Regions from separate parts of the Gossypium hirsutum genome. Here all the other regions are linked to region 1. A link is a contact called in public Hi-C data. All regions are on one chromosome and are shown on one strand. The core of a region is the stretch at or near the end of the contact, and the rest is flanking DNA. Distances in the headings are between cores, read along the strand shown.

Region 1 (2,910 bases), core at 19-2,518:
TATAAATAGTTCAAACAGAAATTGCTGAACCATAAAAGACCTTGGATTTTTCAAAGTAAAAAAGAAAACCCTGCAATATTTTTGACAATTTGTATAATAGGAAGTCTAATTCATGAAAAAATTAGATCTTCAATCAGATATCAAGCTGAATCCTAAAGACCAAATATTTCAAATCCAAACCATTCAATTGTATTTAACATAAGAGCAAGAACTAACATCATTTCTCATATCATCTGATCAGAATCACAAAATACTTAACAAAAAAACATTATGTTTTTTTAGGAAAGTTGAAATAACATGAAGATATTTAGGGAAAAAGTAGTAAAAGGGACAAATTTTATGGAGATGCAAATAAAAAGAGAAAGTAAATTGCATAAGGAACCTGGAAAGAGTATCTAAGCTGAACAATAAATGGATGAACAACTTTAGTGAGGATATCCCTCTCAGCTCTCATGTAATCGACATGATTCTTTTTAATGATAGTTACTTTCTTCATAACTTTCATAGCAAAAAGCCCATCACCATCCTCATCATTCCTTCCTTTTTTTCTCACTTGAAAAACTTTCCCAAAAGCTCCTTGTCCAACAACTCTCAGGATCACAAAATCCTCGGGCCCAATCTTGGGTTTTGCTTCTTCTTCATCGTCATCTTGTTCCTCGGCTTCATACTCGGTTTCAGTTTGGATTTGGAGAGGGAGGGAAGAAGAGACGGTGTAACGAGGAGAAGGACCCACATAAGAATGGGACCTGGTGTGGATAACTTGAGGATCCCCAAGGAAAGCAGAAGGGGGAGACGTGGAGGAAGGTGAATGGAGGGTGGGGTCGGGATGGTGAGGAGTCAAAGGGCCGAAAACATCGCCAAAATCAAACTCATGATTAGAAGAAGGAGGAGTGATGGTGAGTTTCTTGAGGTTAGAGGCTAAAAGGGATTGAAGGTTTTTCTTTTGGGATGATGAAGTTGATATCATCTTTTATAATTTCTTAGCAGAAAAAGAATAGAAAAAAACAGGGCAGCCAAAGAATGGCTATTATTATTACATTTTAAGGAGAAGGATGGGATGCGAGACACGAAACGATCTGAAAGTCGTGCAGAGGAAGATCACTTTGAATAGAATTGAAAATGAGAAACATGTTTGATGGACAAGAGGGAGATGTGTGGAAGTGGCAATAATTTGGGGTGTCTGATTTCAGTAACGCGCACCTGCGACACTGACAATCGCACGCCAAAGTTTACAAATGGGATAATACCATATTCGGTGCCAGTACTTTGAAAATGTTCAATCGTAAACTATTAATATGTGTTTTATTATGGACAAAGTTACCCTAAAATGCCTATTTGTTTTTTTTTAAATTACCAGTTGGAAGTGTTTTCTCTGTGTCACCAGTAAAAATCCTTTAGCTGGACACGTTTTTACCCCCCCCCCAATGGCTACTTTTCCAACCTCCCCAAACCTTATTAATTTCTCACAATACTTTCAAAATTCTCAAACCACTCTCAAAATTCTCTCCTAAATTTATTACTAAAATTCTATTTCTATCTAAATTATATTTTTTATTAATATTTTCTGAAAATATTTTTTATTAAAAATTAATTCGTGTTCTATATAATTAGCAATGGTCGATTCTCTAATCTGTCATTATGACAAGCACATTTCCATCAGTCAATTGCAAATGGTAAGAATAATTTTTAATAAAGTTTAATTTTGTTTATTTTATTGTTATATTTTAACTTAATATTTTGTATATTTTTTTATGTATATAGGCGGAAGATTAAATTTTACAATGTCATATTCGTAATCTACCCGATCCTCCATCACTGTTAATCGAACCATACTTGAGGGAAGTCAATTTTTGGCATGTGACCCTTGTAGGCCGGGGTTGTAAGTTGGACCCAAAACTCGTAAGCACATTGGTGGAGGGGTGGAGACCCGAGACACGCACATTCTATCTTCCATGCAGCAAGTATGCTATTACTTTGGAGGACGTGTATTAACAGTTGGGGTTATCGGTGGATGGGTTGGTAGTCATCAGGTCTGTTTAGTCTGCTGATTGGGGAGGCGTATGTGGTGAACTTTTGGATCCAATTCCGGAGACAATTTACAGAGTTTGGATTGAAATGGCTTGGTTACGAACAAATTTCGCAGGGTTGGATGAGGATTCGAGAGAATGACATGCTTGGGCGTACATCCTTCAAATCGTCGGGGGTATCCTGATGCCGGATAAGTCACGAAATCTCATCTATCTAAGGTGGCTGTTGAAAATGATCGATTTTAGAGGAGCAGTGAACTCAGTTAGGGGTTCGTCGTGTTGGCGACATTATATTGGGAGATGTGTTGGGCGACACAACTAAGAAAAATCAAAATTGGTGGTTACCTTTTACTATTACAATCATGGGCGTGCTACTGATTTCCAGTTTTATGTCCTCGAACGAACTACCCATATACATTCCTACTCATAAAAAGGTAAAATTCAGTAGATATTACCATGATAAAATTTATTTAAATTAAAATTATTATGCTAACAAGTTATTTAAATAGGTGGAACCATACGCCGAATCATGTGGGATTACTTACTAAGCTTCAAAATATACGACTTCTATTAGATCAACGATCAAAAACGGAGATATTTATTTTTTAAAATTTGAACTATATAATCTTAACGCGATCGATTTCGTATTTAGTAGTATATATATAACTAATGTTTTTATCATGTTAATATTAGTTTGAAAAAATACCATACGAGGATCCGACAATTTGAGAAGTCATCCCCAAGGAATTCTTTGTGAATCCCAACACTTGGCACATGAAGGTCCCATTAGTAATGTATGCTACCATCGAGATGCACGAGACCGATAATGTTGCGGCAGTTTGGATTCCAACAATCAATTCCCATGGTATCTCAAGACATTGAT
Region 2 (2,950 bases), core at 146-2,645, 140 kb before region 1:
CATAAGTTGAACGGGTAACCGTATGAGAGTATAACAATTTCAAACATAAGGAAAAAATGCACAAACATTTGAGCTTATCCATGTCAGGTGGGTACCACAGTCATAGCTGAGTTGGAGTGATGGAGCACAACATATGTAACAAAACAATTTCTAACCCAAGATAAGAAACACAAAATCATGATTTGCTGCTTGAACCTACTCGATCAATTAGGCCATATACATTCAACTTTAGCAAGTTCACCATGAAAGTTGTTGGACAATTCTTATACACATAAACCAATGAATTTGCATGATCGAATACATTTTCTCTCACCACAATTCATAAAAGCCTCTGGGGTTTAAGAGAAAACTAAATGGGTTTAACCATCAAACTAACCCATTGCAGGCAAAGCAAATACAACTATAAACAAAATACAAATGCATACCAAAAAATGTAATTCCAATTGACAAACTTGCATTCCTTCAAGCACGCTACAACTGTGATAAATGTTTGAAATGCCTATATTATTGAAAGCAATCTGTTGAGGGAATGTTGGACTCTTAGTTCTAGTGATCAAGAATGAAACCTTAGTAGACAGCTTTTATTTCAAAAAAAGGCTTATTAGAGTTCAATAAAACTATATCAGAAAAATGAGATCAAACATCAAAAACATTTATCACCAAACAAAGCACACAATGAGAGGAAACCCACATTACGATGCAAAAGGCAGTGAGCAAAAAAATTACAACACCCAAGCTGAAACATCGTCAAACAACAAAAACAAAAACAATCTTAAAAAACCAATAGTTACCTTAGCATCCAACATTTGTTTCAACCTAAGCAACATACGCAACGCCTCATCTTTAGCAGCGAACAGCTCTTGCTGATATCTTAGAGCCTTTCTCTCCGACACCATTATCCTCGCCGCCGCCTCTTTAGCCGTGTTCAGAATGATTTCGGCATAAGCCTTTTTCAAAGCCGTCAATTTCTGTTAAAAGAAAAAAAAAACAGAAAACATCAAAGAAAACCCACATCGAAAATAATCCTGTTGAACCAATTAAAAATCAAAACCCAAGTCCTTCTAACAAAAAAGAAGAAGAATCAGCTTCAAAATTCATACCCAAAGAACAAAAAGTAGATTAAATTAAGTGTAAAAGTATAGAGAAACTTTACCTGGGAATCCGCCATTGTAGCCACTAATGCATCGAATTGATTCAGTTCCTTTCAGACCAACTTGCGAACAACAACAACAGTATACAAACGGAGGTTTTGTTTTCCTTCCCTAGCAGCAGCTGTCTGTTACGAACTGAAAGACCCCTTATTTCCAAATACCAAGCTTACCCTCCACTCTCCCTTTTATTTACCAACGAAGCGACTTCAGCTGACATAAGCGGCGGTTTTTTCTTTTTCATTTTTAAGTTATTACATGTTTCCGGTTCTATTCTATTTCTTCCTTCCGCGCCAAAGAAGTGGGGTCCACTAAGGAACTTGATGGACACGTGGCTGTCGATGCGTGAAGTGGTTTTACGTTTGGGCGGTAGCTGATGGAGGGCCTAGCGTGAGGTAGTGGGTAGATAAGTGAGGCTCTGTTTGTGGGGAGAAAGTAAAAGCAGTTGGCAACGGCAAAGGCCACGTTGGAGTTTTGAGTTGAGACTTGGGACTTGCGTGCGGTTAATTTAAGCTTAAGCTTAAGCTTGTCAACCTCCGCATACTATCGGCAAAATACAAGTAAAAGTTTCTTTTTTTCAAAATTTACCGAAATGGTTCTAGTAAATAATTATTTATCGGAATGAGTTATTTTTCCCGAAAATGCGTCCACGTCAGCGCGATGTCAGGGTACGTGACAGGAAAACGCATCCTCAAGGGCGCGCTTTGTCCACGTGGACAGAAAGCGCGCTGACGTGGACGCGTTTTGTTGCCACGTCAGCGAGTCCCAAGGGACGCGTTTTCCCTGCGCGTGAACAGTGCCAACGGTTATTTTTTTGACCGTTGGCCCCCCCAACGGTAAAAAAAACTATAAAAACCCCCACCCCTTCATTTTTTTTCACAAATTAATCCTTTCTCAATTTCCTTTCAATTTCCTCTCAAATTGTTCTCAATTTCCTTTCAAATTTCTCTCAAATCCATATTTAATCTCAAATTGCTCTCAATTCCTCTTAAATTTCTCTTAAATTCCTACTTTTAATTATTTTTAAAAAAATTTAATTTTTTTAATTTTTTTTAAATCGTAAAAAATTGTACGAATTTAGCAATGGCCGGAGAATTGATTCGTCTTGATAACAAGCACATATCCGTCGAACAAATGAAAATGGTAAGTGTTAAATTTATTTTTTAAATATTATTTAAATTTTTTTATTTATTCATTTTTAAATAATTATTAATTTGTTATTTGTTATAAAAGTCTGTAGATCGAATATTGGAATGCTATATCTGGAATATGCATGGTCCTCCTTCACCGTTGGTAGAGAATTACCTGCGGGAAGCGGGTTTTTGGCACGTGGCGACGGTAGGCCGAGGATGCAAGTTGGACCCAAAACTTATCAGTGCGTTGGTTGAGAGGTGGAGACCCGAGACGCACACATTCCATCTTCCGTGTGGAGAGTGCACTATCATTTTGGAAGATGTCAATCTGCAATTGGGATTGCTGGTGGACGGGTACCCAGTCACCGGGTATGTTCAATCTGGCGATTGGAGAGTGGTGTGCTACGAGCTTTTGGGCGCTATTCCGGAGAAAATTAACGGTGGTCGGATCGAGATGGGCTGGTTACGAGACACATTCCCGGATCCGGATGATGATTCAACCGAAGTAGAAAGAATCTGATATGCTCAGGCATACATTCTTCAGATAATTGGAGGTTATCTGATACCAGACTTGTCACGGAACCTCGTACATCTAAGATGGCTGCTGAAACTCGTTGATTTTAGAGCAGCTGGTGAATTGAGTTGGGGGTCTGCCGTGTTGGCAACATT
Region 3 (3,069 bases), core at 441-2,940, 180 kb before region 1:
AGCTCCAAGTGCTGATTCTACAATCAATATGGTGGATCAATACCTATTGATGAGTAAAAGAACATACATTAGTTCCAAGTTGATCTGACAGTCAATGTTGAAGATCAGAGAAAAAATTATTTGAATTTTGATTCGTAAAGTTGGAACATTTTAAGTTATTTCATAGAAAAAATAAACTGTAGAAGAGAATGGGAAGAAAAGTTTTTAATTGGAGAAAACTGTGCAAACAAAAGTCATACAATAGCGATTTTAACATCCCGTGACTTAAATGAAAACTTTTAAATAATTCAATGACCATTTTGTAACATTTTAAAATTGAGTGATTAAAACATAATAATTTAATGACATTGGATGCAATTTACCCAATAACACATAAAAATGATTACCTGGTGAGAAAAGTAATGATTTTGAGGGTCAGACATCTGTCGGTCCATAGGATCTTTGAGAAAATTTACTGATGAAAACGAATTTTCAACCTCCAAAAACATTTAAAGAAAATATTATTGGAAATTTGCAGATTTATAAAGTTATCTCCTCATACTGATTCCAACTGCAAGCCTTAAATGACAATAAGTTAAATTAATTAATTAATTAATTAATAGCGACAGTACTCTGTTTGAAAAAATAAATTAAATCCTAAGCAAGAATTGCCATTTGCCAGATCTGCTTATTCCCTTATCATTGTTGACAACCCTATTCCCACCTTGAGTAGAGTACAAACATAAACAAATATAATAAGAGTTAATTACACAAACATCCCTAAACTAGGACCCTCATTCTAAATTAGTCCCAAAACTTTAAGTTATTTTAATTATATTCCCAAACTATTGAGGGTATAGTAATTTGGTCCTTATATTATTAAAATTGTTAATTTAACTGTTAAATGACACATTAAATTTTAAATGACATAATTTAAAATTAAAATTTTAGGAAAAACAATTAATATTATAAAAATAGATGTTTTAAAAAAATGTATAGTTTTGAGGTTTTCAAAGCTTTTAAAGAAGTTTTATCATTAACTTCTTTGTTCAATTTTACTTTATTTTTAGCTGCTTTTCTTTTTAAAAGTTTTCATTTTAAATTTAGTTACGTAATATTTGACGTATCATTTAACGTTTAAATTAATAAATTTAATACAAAAGGACTTGATTGACACAACATCGATAGCTTGGGCTAAAATTAGAATGTGTTGAAGTTTTGGAACCAATTTAAAATGAGGACCATCATTTGGGGATGCCTGGTGCAATTAACTCATATAAAAAAAATAATAATAAAAGCTACCAGAAAGCTGCCATGACCTGCTTAAAACGCCACCGTTTCACCTGCTTCTTTTATTAGGTAAATTTTTATCAACGGTCCCTCTACTATGTATTTCTAGAAGATTCAGTTCCTCTTATTTCTAATCTCTATTATAAAATCAATTGTTTTTGTGTCTTTTGTTTTTTTTAACGTATGGCATACACACTTTGTTTTTATTTTATTTTATAGTTAAATAATCTCCTTTTCATAAAGAGCAAAAAGTTGGTCCAGTTATATTAAGAAATGTCAATGTATATATAAATGATCATGTGAAATTATTTGATACAATTAATGGAAAATTTTGGTCATAGGATTTAAAATAACATTTCGAACAAATTATAGTATAGGACTAAATATACCAAAAATACATAGTACAAGGACTTTTTGTCAGAATTTGACCCTTCTATTACTTTCTTTTAACGACTCTCCTTCTTCACCTTAAATTATAAAGGCCTGAATGGATCTTGGAGATTTCCCACCACTGGGGAGCCGCCCAATGATACCGCCGGCTGCTCCGCCGTTGCCATAAAATTAGTAAAAGGAAGTAATGGCGCAACCTTTTAAACTAAAAGTTAACACCCTCCTAAACAAGCTCGGCGATCGAGACACCTTCTCTCTCGCAGCTGCTGAGCTCGACTCCATTGCTAGAAACCTTGATGCCACATCACTCCCGACTTTCATTTCCTGTATTCTTGCGGTCGATTCCTCCGATAAAAGCGGAGTGCGAAAGCAATGCGTGAAGCTCATTTCTGTTTTGGCTGTTACTTATCCGAATTCTCTCCCTCATTTCCTCCCTAAAATCCTCTCTAGCCTCCTCCGTCGCCTGCGGGACCCCAATTCCGTTGTCCGCTCCGCCTGCGTCGATGCTGTCTCAGCTCTCTCCGTTAACCTCACCAAGTGCAACTTCTCATCTTCGTTTTTGAAGCCTTTGAGCGATGCTCTTTTCACAGAGCAAGAACCGAACGCGCAGATCGGGGCGGCATTGTGTTTGGCGGCGGCGATCGATGGATCACCGGATCCAGATCCAGTTAGGCTGGGGAAGATGTTAACGAAGCTGGAGAAACTCGTGAAAGTTGAAGGTTATAAGGCTAAGGCGGCAGTTTTGGTGGTTATCGGGAGTGTGATCGGATCGGGTGGGGCGTCAAATTTGGGTGATGAGATGATGAAAGCATTGATAGGGTGCTTGATTGGGTTCTTGAGTAGTCATGATTGGGCAGCGAGAAAGGGAGCAGCAGAGGCGCTTGGGAGGTTAGCGGTGGTTGAGAGAGATTCATTGGCTGAGCTCAAAGCTGGTTGCATGAAAGTCTTCGAGGCTAGAAGATTCGATAAGGTTTTTAACTTAATTTTTATTTAAATTCTGGTGAGATCATTTGTATTTTGGTTATTATTATTATTTTTAATTGCTTCTTTTTTTTCTTGCCAAATTTGGATGTGGATCTTATAGGTAAAGGCCGCCAGGGAGGTTATGAGTCAGATGTTGGAGGCGTGGAAGCAGGTTCCGGATGTTTCAGAAGAGGCGTCTCCACCGCCTCGATCACAGGCTTCTTCGAGAGGTATATGATGATCTGCTTCTGCTTGATGGGAGTTAGATTTCTTGGCTAATCTGTACTAGTTTATCCGGTAGATTTTCTTTTATCCAAATTAGAAATGTTGCATAGGATCAATACATCTTTGTTGTGAGCTGGTTATTTGGTAATTGTTTATTTTTAAGTCTTTGCCGAGATTGATATGATCCGTATTATGGAATACTTTTAACACTTCTGGCAACAT

What was found. Hi-C and Micro-C count contacts between places; a contact is called where the count stands out from the background.
Region 2: a Hi-C map of hypocotyl shows a contact between it and region 1, with 3 times the contacts expected there. The contact joins the promoter of LOC107950108 here to the promoter of LOC107950105 in region 1. A contact is called at or near these places in 2 of 34 Hi-C or Micro-C datasets (hypocotyl and leaf).
Region 3: a contact with region 1 is called in a Hi-C map of leaf, with 1.7 times the contacts expected there. The contact joins the promoter of LOC107950109 here to the promoter of LOC107950105 in region 1. A contact is called at or near these places in 2 of 34 Hi-C or Micro-C datasets (callus and leaf).

The regions. Positions count from the first base shown.
Region 1 is chrD03:36,968,342-36,971,251 of Gossypium_hirsutum_v2.1, forward strand. It overlaps LOC107950105 (serine/threonine-protein kinase AtPK2/AtPK19), which reads right to left and starts at 1,269. Exons shown (of 6, transcript XM_016884854.2): 1 at 383-1,269. The coding sequence starts at 967.
Region 2 is chrD03:36,830,228-36,833,177 of Gossypium_hirsutum_v2.1, forward strand. LOC107950108 reads right to left here and starts at 1,396. Exons shown (of 4, transcript XM_016884857.2): 1 at 1,154-1,396; 2 at 792-968. The coding sequence starts at 1,168.
Region 3 is chrD03:36,783,858-36,786,926 of Gossypium_hirsutum_v2.1, forward strand. LOC107950109 (TORTIFOLIA1-like protein 3) reads left to right here and starts at 1,691. Exons shown (of 5, transcript XM_016884858.2): 1 at 1,691-2,629; 2 at 2,744-2,852. The coding sequence starts at 1,847.